Regions from separate parts of the Triticum aestivum genome. Here region 1 is linked to region 2. A link is a contact called in public Hi-C data. All regions are on one chromosome and are shown on one strand. Each heading gives the region's core, a stretch centred on a gene start, on an enhancer-like site or on the middle of the called end of the contact. The rest is flanking DNA. Distances are from core to core; before and after follow the strand shown. Region 1 holds the start of LOC123120446 (scarecrow-like protein 9). Region 2 holds the start of LOC123120443 (cytochrome b5).

Region 1 (6,452 bases), core at 1,153-3,652, 310 kb after region 2:
TTTAGAGTTTTTGTTAAAGTTAATTTTCAGTTTTTGTTTTTACTTTTTCTTAGTTTTAGTTTTTATTTTGTTGCAAGTTTTGTCAATTGAGAAAAACCGAAAAGATTACTATGGCTCATAATCTTGGGAGTTTTGCAATTCACAGCAACAACTTCATGCATCTACCTATAACACAACATGATGTTGCAGCCGCTGAGTATATGAGATCAAACCGAACCTAGTTTCCATGGTTCAACAGATTCAATTTGGTGGCTCTGCTTCTGAGGATGCCGGTATGCACTTGCATAATTTTAGTGAATTGTGCAACATGACACGCATTAAAGATTGCGACCCTGTCGCTCTGAAGTTGCGTCTATTTCCTTTCTCTTTGAGAGGAAAAGCTAAGGAATGGCTTCTAGATCTACCTAGAGGCAGTATTACTTCTTGGGATGATTGTTGCAGTAAATTATTATCTAAGTTTTGTCCACCTGCAAAGATTATGCAATTACGTTATCAGATTACAGGTTACAAGCAGGAAGAACGTGAGACACTATTACTTGCGTGGGATAGAATGAAAGAAGCTATAAGGAATCCGAGGGCCGACGTGAAGGATCGAACTCGCCTAGAAAGCCGAAGACCAAGATAATGAAGCTACCCAGAGGAAGGAGCTCCTATCCTTGGTTTGCAGACAAGTTCAGGGGCTACTGACGATGTCCTGAAATAGGGGGTGCACACCACGTCGGCCTACTGTTCATGGGCCAGGCCAACGAGCCACAAACAATTGAAGAATGGGATCCATGTGCCATGCCCCTGGCATAACCAAGATGGAGACCTCCGAAGACTTGGCGTATACTCCAAGGCGTGTTTGAATAATCAACATGTTTATCCCCATGTCGTAACCGACCATATGTAAACCCTAGATGCCATTGGTGCCTATATAAGCCGTGGGGTTTAGTCCATAGAGGCAAGCTTTTCAAGGTTTAGAGGTTAGAACCCCTTCATACGATCTCGAGGTAGATCATACTGTACTTTATACCCCATCCACAATTAATATAACATGAGCAGGACGTAGGGTTTTACCTCTTCGAGAGGGCCCGAACCTGGATAAATATCGTGTCCCTATTCTTCCTATTACCATCATTCCCATATCACCGGCTCGGGATCCCCTACTCGAGATCCGACGGTTTTAGCACCTACATGCACTAGGACAAGAGCATCATGTATATTGTCTCGTATTAATAGACTTCCTAGTTTTATCTATATTTCAAGCAATTTACCGTCGAAGGAGTTTTTTGATAAAGACAAGACAACAAGGGGACTTCCTCTCATTTCCCCACCTAACCCTAAGCGGCTAGGGAAAACTTTCCCATCCAGACTTCATCGAAGAGCCCGTGGATTCGCCTCCCCTCTGTGTGCCGCTCGGACAGCAGATGGCGGTGAGGAGAACCTCGGTGCCTCCGCTCCTGTTAGTAGTTTAAGTTAGATTTTTTAGTCCTCACAGGTGCGACGCTCGGACGGATGGCGACACCTTTTCTTCGAGTTTGTCTTTTGTGCTTCGATTCTTCTTGAGTTCGTCCGTTTAGACGTAGTCGACAGAGCTCTGGCGTAGATTCATGACATCTCCTTGGGGTGATGAGGTTAGGGTTTCTCGTAATGTGGCGAGATTTGGTGTTAGGTGCTTTAGATCTATATACAAGGGTTCAACAATGACGACTGCGACTCCAGTGCGTTGGTCCTTAGGGGCACGCACAGAAAGATTTTTCAGCTGTCATCAACCAGGTCAAGCTGGCTATGGTAGGACATCGCGTTGATGACTCTTTCTAACGGCAGTAGTGGTCGTTCGGTGGTCTTAAAATCTCGATGTAATTTCTATTATGTCTCAGATTGTCTGTATTTCGATAAACTTTTATAATAGATCTAAAATCATTTAAAAAAATTCAGATCACAGTGCAGATGAACGACGGTGTAGGCCGTGCCCCATCAGCACACGTGCCAAAAATGTATTCGGTTTGGCTAGTTCACATCTAGATATTTTTTAAGGATGTCACATCTAAACTCCCAAAATATATAATGCAGTAACAAAAAACAAAAAAACTAGGACAAAAAAAAATAGACCTCAAACAAAGTGAACATTAGCTTAAATGTGACGTAACTATGTCACATCTAGATGTGTCCTAAACAGACCCAAATGTATTTTCCTCACAAGGCAGAGGGTGTTTCTCCAACTCTTGCTTGGCGGGTGTAATCAAGCGTAATCCTGCGGAGGGGGGGTCGCATTCGCGGTGCTGAAAAGAGGAAAACCCTCACATGCAGGAGCCACCATCATCGAGGTTCTGGAAATCTCTGAGACCTCGATTATCTTTTACTCTACTTACTTATTAGCCAGCCACCATCACGGGACGAGATTTCTTTTCCTTTTACTAGCTCCGGGTCCAACTGCCAAGAGACCTCGCCGCTGGGGAACTGAGCAAAAGGAGGAATACCTCTGCTCAGCCGCGCACACTTGATCCCCCTCCCAATCAAATCACCTCTCTCCCCCCTCTCTCTCTCTGTCTGCCCCTCGCCGCGCCCCTCTCTCCTCCCCCGCCGATCCCGCGCGGCTACCGGAGGCCCGGCTGCGGCGGCGACGAGGCGGCAGGCGATGACATCGACCCCGCAGCCTCCCCGCGATCGCGCGCACGCCGCCCCGCCCGCGCAGGACCTCACCGGCCTCGGCCTCGCGGCCGCGAGGTCCCTCCGCCACCGCCCACCTCGCCAAGGGTCGATGCCTTCAGGTGAGCATGGCGCCAGCGTCAGTCCGTGATCTCCCTGTCATCGCCACCAGCCTGCGAAGTCCGTGAACTGCAGCGCTCTAGTGTTTTCCTTCCTGTTATTTTCTGCTCAGAGGTCAAATAGATAGTTCACTCACACAAGTCCCCAAAACTCGATCACTTGACATCTTCTCACTGACTGAAGAATTTCATGGTGTTTGGCAGGTTCTGTGGAGCACCAGACCATTTCAGGCTCACTGATCCACTCAATGATTCAGTTCTGCGGAGCACCAGAGTACTTCATGTTCAATGATCCGCAGCCGGTGATCCCACACCATGTGGCCGCGGAACCCAGTCACAATGCTCCCGTGGCCACCCTCTCCAGGGCCACCAACACAGAGACTGACAACCCCGAAGACTGGGAGTTCATCTCGGATGAGTCGCTCAACTACATCAGCCGGATGCTCATGGAGGAGGACATTGATGAGAAGGTCAGCGTGTACCAGGAGGAGTCAGCCACTCTCCGTGCTACCGCAAAGCCCTTCTATGACATCCTTGGGCACAAGTTCCCGCCGTCCCCTGACCGCACGCTCACGACTTGGTCCCTGGACAGCCCCAGTGAGAGCAGCAGCAGCGGTCATGCCCAGTCCTTGTCCAGTGTGGGTACTAGCGGCAGCATCGGTGGTGCGGTTCATAGCAACCAGTGCCATAATGTTGGACACTCTGAGCAGCTGGAAGCTTATCGCGGCTTGTGTGGCCGATCTTCTCAGCCACTGGTTGCCCCACCAAGTGGTGTTTCTGATGCAGCAGAGTCACTAGAAGATCCTTTGATCACCAACGGCAGGATCCCCGAGTATTTGTTCGAGAGCCTTCCAACTTGGGATTTCAGGAGAGGTGTCGAGGAAGCACAGAAGTTTCTCCCTGGTGGTGATAAGCTAGTGATTGATTTAGAAGCTGCTGGTGTCTCAAAGCCTCAAGAAGCAGTGAAAGACATTCCTTTCAATGTGAGCAGGACAGAGGTCTTGAAGGCCAAGAAAAACAGACAGAGCGAAGATCTTGACTTGATAGAAGGACGGAACATTAAACAATCTGCATTCTGTTCCGATGAGCCTGATGATTGGGTTGAGATGTTTGATGATTTGTTTCGTCAAACTGAAAAAAAGGCTACAGTTCTGCGAGAAAAGATGCGCAGCGAAGCTTCCAAGAATTCTCAGGTCATTCAAACGAAAGGAACAACTGGGGTGAAGACACGGGGCAGGAAGCCGACTAAAAATGATGTGGTGGACCTTAGGACCATCCTCATCCACTGTGCACAGGCAGTGGCAGCTGATGACCGCCGAACTGCTAATGAGTTGCTAAAGCAAATAAAACAGCATTCCAAGGTAAATGGGGATGGCAGCCAGAGGCTGGCGTTTTGCTTTGCACAGGGTCTCGAGGCTCGCTTGGCTGGCACAGGGAGCCAGCAGTACCATAGGCTTGTAGCAAAGCGGACAACCGCGTCCGACATGCTTAAGGCGTACCATCTTTACTTTGCAGCATGCCCATTCAAGAGGCTCTCACATTTCCTCTCCAATCAAACAATCTTGAGCATGACAAAAAATGCAAAGAAGGTGCACATAATTGACTTCGGCATTTATTTTGGCCTCCAATGGCCATGCCTCATCAGGCGTCTCTCCAAGAGGGAAGGTGGTCCACCAATTCTTCGCATCACGGGAATTGATGTACCCGAGCCCGGTTTCCGCCCTACCGAGCGCATCGAAGAGACGGGACAGAGGCTTGCAGAGTATGCCAAGAAGTTTGAGGTGCCTTTTGAGTACCATGGCATAGCATCAAAGTGGGAAACCATCCGTGCTGAGGATCTCAAGGTTGGCAAAGACGAAGTGGTGATTGTTAATTGCCTGTACCGTTTCAGAAATCTTATTGACGAAACAGTGGCTGTAGACAGCCCTAGGAATAGGGTGCTCAACACTATAAGGCAAGTGAATCCAGCAATTTTCATCCATGGGATTGTGAATGGGTCATACAGTGTTCCTTTCTTCATCACACGTTTCCGTGAGGCATTGTTCCATTTCTCTGCATTGTTTGACATGCTTGAGGCAACTGTGCCGCGGGATGATGACCAGCGTAGGCTCATAGAGAGGGATCTCTTTGGCCGAGAGGCACTCAATGTGATTGCATGTGAGGGCTCAGACAGAGTCGAGAGGCCAGAGACATATAAACAGTGGCAAGTCAGGAACCTGAGGGCTGGATTTGTTCAGTCTCCGCTAAACCAGGACATTGTGATAAAAGCCAAAGACAAAGTGAAAGATATATATCACAAAGATTTTGTCATAGACGAAGACAGTGGATGGCTCCTCCAAGGGTGGAAAGGAAGGATAATTTATGCTATAACTACATGGAAGCATAATAACAGTTAGGTTCTTCGTCTGCATGTCTCTTACACCATTGTTGAAGGCAGAGCTTGGCCAAGTCACCAGTATTCCAAGGTATGCACTGGGCTTTTCTTAAGTGCAATAGTATTAGTAAGTGGTTGTTTAGGTGCAACAATATTTGTAATAATTGATGGTGTAACTCTATGTATCTTTGGCACTGTGGTTTTCAAGAACGTGCAATAGATTCTTGGAGCAGAAATTTGACAATGTCGTAAAATATTTTTTCTCCAGGAATTGGCTTGAAGAATGACAGGACTCTTGTCACACTGCACTGGATTAATGTGGGTGCTTGTATACGAATTCAGTGTAGTTGCATCTATGACTATGTAGCCACTAGCCAGTACTAAGATAACCTAGAGGAAAGGAGCAGTGGTTGAGCTCTCCCTTGGCCATGGTACTGTTACTTTATTTAATTCCTACTTTTCTTCATTCTAGTTACTTCTACGACCATCCTAATTAGCAGTAACCAAATCACAGCTTCTATATTAGTTAATAAGTTAATCAAGTGCCCAGTATCATAAGGTTTTTACTTTTGACTTCCTTGAGTGTATGATATCTATGCTAATAAGAATGAGTTTGGGTTCGGCATCATCAATTCAATGGGGATATATGTTTTTTGTAGCAGTCATTTTATCATCATCAGCCTAACAAAGGTCAGAGCCATGTCTGGTTCTTGTTGTTTGATGCTCATTATTGTAATCTGATCAGACAACTAACTGAAGCACCCAATTGCATTGTTGTATGAAATAATTAAGCAAGACATGAGGTTACTTGTGAGTTTTCATGACTAATAGTTAAGTAGGTAAGTTAATAAAGCTCATGAGCTTGTCAACTAAATTGGCACGATCCCGTTTCACACACTTTGGGATTCACAGTTTCATGCCGCTAATTTGTTTAAGATTATGTGTTGTCACAACTCAAGGGCTTTGATACCTGTACTTAATTTCTCTCTACGGTTCTATTAATTTATCCAGTCAGAAACTTTCGAAACTCACGTTATCGTGTGTCTAGAAAGCTAAAAAAATAAGGGTGTTGACATCCATATATGCTATGTAGAGCGTGTTCCATGGTTATCATATTTTATGCATGGAAACTAATTTGTGCTAGTCTGGTTGTACCGAAGGGAAAATGCTAAATAAATACCAACAATTCCTGATGGAAAAATTCAAAAAAGAACATTGATCTTTCATCATCGCTTCTCTGATGCTGCTGGAAATTACATGTTGTTTGGCAGATATAATTGATGGCGTAAATGGATATATGCTTTTTTGGTAATTCAGACCTTTGGCAT
Region 2 (6,862 bases), core at 2-2,501:
TTGCTATGCATCACCATGAACTTGCGTGTGCGTAGGAATTTTTTTGAAATTACTACGTTCCCCAACAACAAGTAGTCAACGATTGCTTGAAGTAAAAAAATCATGTATATGGCACACCAAAGGTGGCTTCCAATGGCCCAACCTTGGAGGCAAGACGAGGAAAACTTGAAAGAAGAAGTTGAGTTTCGTCCTAAGTCAGAGCCGGAGATGGGGCAAGTAATCTTAGATAGTGCAAATGTGTTGCCACCTATCATCCCAAGGAAGGCAAAAAGGTGGTAATAAGTTGGAGGGCTTGTTGAAAAGGAAACCTATATTCTAGTACTTGCCATAAATATAATGCATGTTGATTTTTTTCCTGTAATAGCATTCTTGATACATTGCTCAACATGCTTTATCTTTTGGGCTATGGTCCTCCTCGAGTTTGTCCATTGGGACAAAGTCGGCGAAGCTCCGACGTAGATTCCTGTCGTCTCTTTGAGACGACGAGGGTGTGAGGCGATTTGGATCGATTCAAGGTTCCATGACGACAAATGCGGATTTGGGGCACTAGCCCTTAGGGGCACGTGCATGGAGACTTCTCGGCTGTTATCGATAAGGTCAAGCTGACTCTAGTAAATAGGCAACAACAACGACAAGTCAGCAGCTCCTTTAGGGTGGTAATGCTCGTTCGATGGCATAAGGTCCTCAATGTAAATTTTATTATGTTTACGGTGCTTTATACTTTTGATAAACCTTTACATATAATATAATAGAACTAGTTTCTTAGTAAAGAAACTACTCCTTCCTCGCTTCAACTAGACAGGCGGGTCCACACAAAAGAATTTGGTTCAGCTGAGTACGTGCAAACCTGGCCAGATGGGCTGACATGATACGCCCGACCTGGGTTACACGGGGCAGGCACGCTAACTACACGAACCGTGCCGGACCGACGTGCTGTGCTCCCTGGCCCAGACACGTCATAGCAAGGAAACGGGCCGGCCCACCGGCGCATTTAGCCCACCAGCCCGTCTGATTTTGGGCTGTTTTGGGCCTATTGTGCTGTTTTTAGGCTAATATACAAAAAAAATCTGTTTTTTTTAAAGTAAACGGGCCGTGCTGTGCGGACACGCATGCCCAGCCTCGCGGCCCAGGCACGGCCCTAGGCGGGCCATGTGCCGATGCAGGCCCACCACGGGCCGGGCACGCAGGCTAACGTGCCGGCCTGCCTGGCCCAGCCCAGATGGCCACTTTGGTAGGTGGAGTCGGAACGGGACGCCAAGAAGAACAACAAGAGGAAGAAACGCAATTCGGGGTGGAGTTGGACTTGTGGTTGTTGCCGAGCGCTCCCTCTCGTCTCCTCGCGATTTTTTATAAAAAGGAGAGAAGCGCAATCGTATCCCCAGCCAGATTCACATCGCATCGCCACCGACCTTTCCCTGCCGGATTCTTCTCAGGTAGCGGCAGCAGCAGCAGCAGCTTGAGTTCTTGCGGATCTGCGGCTGCGAATCCCAGTCTCGTATCAACTCAGCCAGGCAGAGGAGAAGCAGGAGGAAGATGTCCAAGGCGGCGCTGACCCTGGAGGAGGTGTCCAAGCACAACACCAAGGACGACTGCTGGCTCATCATCGCCGGCAAGGTATACGCACGCATCTTCTCCCCGCTGGTCCTCCTGATTGTTTCCTTGCGATTATTGTTACGTCAAGATTCAGTCTTTCTTTCTTTCTCTCGGAGGGTCGCGATACTGGTAGCTTGCAGCACAACATGCCCTAATCGATTTGCCAAAGCATTTGGCTAAGCAATTGATACATGTTACGTGCTGGCCTGGTACGATTAGAGTACATCCGCCTGCAGATCTGCACGGTACCGTCGGACTATTACTTGAGTTATTGGTTATATGTTGAAGAAGAATCAGTTTGGTTTAGTACACGACGAGCGATTCCTGGGGTAAATATCCAGACAAGAGTTGGTAACTCTTTGAATTGTGAATTGGTCTGAGAGATTACACACTGGTTTACTTCCAGAATTTCCACCCGTCGGAACCGATAAATTAGTGAGTACCCCGCTTTATACAAGGTCGGAACACTTTTAGCGAGTTTATATAATTTTCTGATCCTAGTCAAAAGAAACTAGGCTTTCACCCCGCTTTTATATACATAAAAGCCAGAGTACCGATACAACCACAGTCCAGACCAGCACACAAGGTCAGAACCGATAAATTGCGTTTATATAGCCGTGCAACCTTCTTCTAGTTGATCCTGCTCGACCTGGTAGGCAAAAAAGATTTGCCCATTTGGTTGCCGTAGATTCACTAGTTAATTACCTTTTGCTATGTAAAAATAGTTGCATGTTTGGTTCTCGAGTGTTATGTTGCCCTTTCTAGGAAAAAACAAAAGGTTACTTACCGGTGATTAGATGATATTTTTGTCCACAGTTTCAGTCTTTCAGACGAGAACTAAACTCTCAGGTCCCAGACCAATTGAGATTCATTCTCCATTCTCTAGACTATATTTTACCCCCGTAAGAATCGCATTTGTTAACTTTTTCCATTTCTCCATCTGAGTTCTGGACATAACTCTGAATCTTTTGTCATAGTTTTATTTTTCATGTTTTATGCATCCAAAAAATCTGCCTTACAGTAACAATACTTAGGTCTTGGCTTAAGATATCATCTTACAGTGCGCATTTAAATATAAGGATGCAAAATATTTTAAATTATGTTCATCAGTACCCTTTATCCATGTGTACCAATGAAAAGCAAGTCTTTAACATTTATTTTAGCCCAAAAAAACTCATTTTATTTTTGTTTAAGCCTTGCGAACTGGTGTAGTTTAATGTGAATTTTTCATGTTTATCTTTCTTCGGAACCTGGAAGTTCTCTATAAGCAGGCTTATATTTCATAAAGACAGATTTAAAGGCTTTATTCACGTTGAAAGGGCTGCTTTCTTCTTGTACTTGTTATACATGGCAGGAGCAATGTGGCAATGCTCTTTAATTAACGCCGTTACTTTTATGTCAGTAGTGAGGCTTACAATGGTTATAAATTTTGTTTAGAGGAGAATGGTTATAAATTTTGTTCCTCCTTGAGAAAAACAATCATTGACACTGTGTTCTAATGTTCAGGTATACAATGTGACCAAGTTTTTGGAGGATCACCCTGGAGGTGATGATGTACTGTTGTCCTCGACTGGTAACACCTTCTTGCCATGCCATGCTTGCAGAGGTTGTGAACTTGTGATTTAGCCTAATAATTTGCATTAACACGTTGGCCCTTTTACAGCCAAGGACGCAACCGATGACTTTGAGGATGTCGGGCACAGCAGCACCGCCCGTGCGATGCTGGACGAGTACTATGTCGGTGACATAGACACGGCCACGATACCTGCCCGGACGAAGTACGCTCCGCCGAAGCAACCACACTACAACCAAGACAAGACCCCCGAGTTCATCATCAAGATCCTCCAGTTCCTGGTCCCCCTGGCCATACTTGGTCTGGCTGTCGCCATTAGGATGTACACCAAGTCGGAATCGGCTTAACCGGCGGCGGCACTGTTCTCTGAGTTATGGGGGGAAAATAGCTTTAAGGTGTTGAATAAGTTAGTAGTTTGTCGTGTGATGTATCCATTCCAATGTACCGTGTGGTGAGTTTGAATGTTGCAACGGTTTTGTCGTGAAACTGAAAATGATGGGACCAAGTTTTGTTGTGAAACTTAAATTGATGGGACTGAAATTGCTCTTTGGTGTTGGTGCATTGGTATGCATTCTCCTCGATGCCTTGGAAAATTAAGCACCGAAGTTGAAAATAGTCACGATGTTTTGGAAGAAAACATGTCTGGCGCTACAAGGCGAGGCAAACACAGCCTGGCGCGCTGCCGCCCTCAGCCTCCGCGACCTAGACAAATTTTTTGGTGGGGATATTGTAAATATTTGATATCTTCAGTTGTAAATATCAGTGTTTTGGAGATCACAGCTTGCTCGCAAGTATTTCTGGCAATCACCCAAAGTTGCTTAGATAAGCATCCTACACGACAACACCATTATTGCTGACACTGAAACGTCTAAGTACTGAAATTACATCATTTTGGAGCAGACATGATTAAAGTGTACTCAAGGTGTGACCATCACCCAAAGTTGTGCATTATACGAAGTCATACACATAATTGATGAAAATTCACAAGTTTAGACCAAGGTTTATTAACTAAATATAAAATGGATAAATTGTTGTGATTTCAAATGCTGTGATAGTGATTTTAAAATTGTTTGCCCCCTCTAGATGTTTTACTCCTTGCTGCACAGGATGTTTAACTCCTTCTCATAGACCAATTTGTCATCTTGTATGGTGCAAAAAGATCTATCTGGTGTTCGCCTAGACCACCAGCTCCTTCTCGTAAACTAATTAGTTTCCACACAGCACCAGCATATTGTTTGCCCTCTTACGAGAAAATGAGTCATACTACTCACTATCTGATTCTAGCTGTTCTGGAAACTTTGCTCAGGAAACCAATCCTTTTGTTTCAATGAACTTTATTGTCGTCCCCTGTCATCTTTAGTTCTTTTCACATGCACTGTATTGGAACAAATCCTTGCTCCTTGAATATATGTGGAGTTTGGATAGTGCACTCAATATTCAGGTTGTTCAGTGAGTGTCCAGCCGAGTGTGGCCGAGTATCTTGCTTTTGTATCCAGCTTGTATCAAGTTCTTGCACTGCATCAACCATTATGTGCTTAGCCATGTAGATTAATTTTGTGGAGATGTTTCATGTCTTTGTAGAAAAAATGTGAGGTGTAGATATCCACGGTTGCTTGCATATTTGCTCCTTTTTTTAGCTGTTGTTTTCTATCTAGCCCATACGGTACCTGAATGCCAGTAGTGGTAGTGATATTGGCTTCTGTTGTTCTGATTTTTTGGTTCCACCATTGCGATCCTCTTTCTTTGTTTCTTTGCATGTGTAGGATCTATTAGCCTAGAGATATATTTGTATTAGTAGTACTTGATGGAACCTAGTTCTTGTATAAGCACAAAAGAGTAAGTAATATAAGGCATGTCCGGTGGCATTGCAAAATTGGCCCTTCTGTACTAGAACCACTGATTCTGCCCCTTTCTTATTTCACGAACAGTATTAGCTCATACTCCCTCCGTCTTGAATTACTTGTCGCAAAAATGGATAAAAATGGATGTATCTAAAACTAAAATACGTCTAGATACATTCATTTCTGCAACAAGTAATTCCGGAGGGGGGAGTATATGACATCTTATCTTTTTTAGTACTACTCCCTCCATTCCTAAATATTTGTCTTCTAGAGATTTCAACAAGTGACTACATACGTAGCAAAGTAAGTGAATCTACATTCTAAAATATGTCGATATACATCCGTATGTGGTAATCCATTTAAAATCTCTAAAAAGATAAATATTTAGGAACGGAGGGAGTATTTGATATGGATAATAGCTTCCACAAGTATTGTGATGAGGACATCAATACCATTGTTACACCCACAACCCCTGCTGCTATACATACTGGACCAATTACTAGAGCTCGCGCACGTCAATTAAATTACCAGGTACTTTCGTTTCTTGGTAATGAATCTAATGTTCATGAGAATATGATGCTGCCTAAATTGGATACACTTGTTTTGCTTACAAATGAAGGGCCTAGCTTGGAGAAGGATGAACATTGGAGCAAGAACAAGCATGGAGATGATGGCATGCGCAAGGGGAACAAGAACGGAGTTACAAGTGATGATTTCAGAACGTTGAAGCCACCATAATGAGTGCATGAAGCCTTGGACGAAATATACAAGATGCTACTTCATAACTTTCGTCCAGAGGCTATTCTAGGTGCTGTGTCACCTTCTTATTGGGCCAGGCCCATGTAATTTCGAAATACTTGAGTATAGGCTGTTTTTAGAGTCCGTATGTGTGAGGAAACAAGAGATAGGGTTGGTTTCAGACCCTTTCACCAAGGGACACGAAATTCCCCCCTCTTCCTCCATATATACAGCCCTTAGGGCATCGTTTAGACTTTGGGTTTTGTTTAGATTAAAAGTTCGCCATAGCTGCAACTTCGCGTACTTCGTTTGAGTTCAACAACCAGACCAAGACGTCACATAACCCCATCTTGATCAATAAAGCTTTCATCTTATATTCGCAATATCCAGATTGCAATCTCAGTTTCTTGCTTGTTCTTCGTTTGCTCGCAGGAAATAGACCCTCGTGGTCAGGTTGATCGTGCTCCGGCGTGGTCAATAACCTCTCAGAGTTGGTTTAGCGATTGCTAAGGCGCGACGTCCTCGCACGTATGTAGTCGGATCGTCAAAGTCTACTCCTCCAAAACGATAATCACCATCTCATCGAAAGACGGGACACCTTTGCCTCTATCAAGTGGTATCAGATTTCCAGGTTGCTCTGTGAGATTTTACAGTTTTTCGTATTATAGATCGAGTCTGTTCTTCATACCTACAGTCCATGAAAAGGCCACAAAACAAAATTAGGGTTAGTTCATCATATCCGAACCAGTCTGAGCCTTTGCATAGTCTTTTCAGTATTTTGCTTTGTTGAATTTACGGTTGCATCGTCGTGTCAAGTTGTTGGTCTTAGCATCTAGTCCTTTAGAGTTTCGAGTTCTATCACAGTTTGTCACGCCGCCGCCGCACCATCCTATCACCGCTGCCATATACCATCACCGCTGCCATATACCACCACCGCTGCCATATACCATCACCGCTGCCATATACCACCACCGCTGCCATATACCACCACCGCTGCCATATACCACCATATATCCACCACTAATTCGAGTTCTTTTCATATTAGGTTTGTTTTCGAGATCCATCTATTTTTTGATTCGTGTTTCCTTGCCTGAGTAGGTTTCGAAAAAAAAGAGTC

Evidence for each region. A called contact is a pair of places that touch in the nucleus more often than the background predicts.
Region 1: a Hi-C map of leaf shows a contact between it and region 2, with 7 times the contacts expected there. The contact joins the promoter of LOC123120446 here to the promoter of LOC123120443 in region 2. A contact is called at or near these places in 2 of 5 Hi-C or Micro-C datasets (both in leaf).

Annotation. Positions count from the first base shown.
Region 1 is chr5D:244,509,541-244,515,992 of IWGSC CS RefSeq v2.1, forward strand. It overlaps LOC123120446 (scarecrow-like protein 9), which reads left to right and starts at 2,403. Exons shown (of 3, transcript XM_044540441.1): 1 at 2,403-2,753; 2 at 2,955-5,215; 3 at 5,393-5,756. The coding sequence starts at 2,621. The coding sequence ends at 5,146.
Region 2 is chr5D:244,205,643-244,212,504 of IWGSC CS RefSeq v2.1, forward strand. It overlaps LOC123120443 (cytochrome b5), which reads left to right and starts at 1,252. Exons shown (of 3, transcript XM_044540439.1): 1 at 1,252-1,614; 2 at 3,100-3,166; 3 at 3,257-3,715. The coding sequence starts at 1,534. The coding sequence ends at 3,513.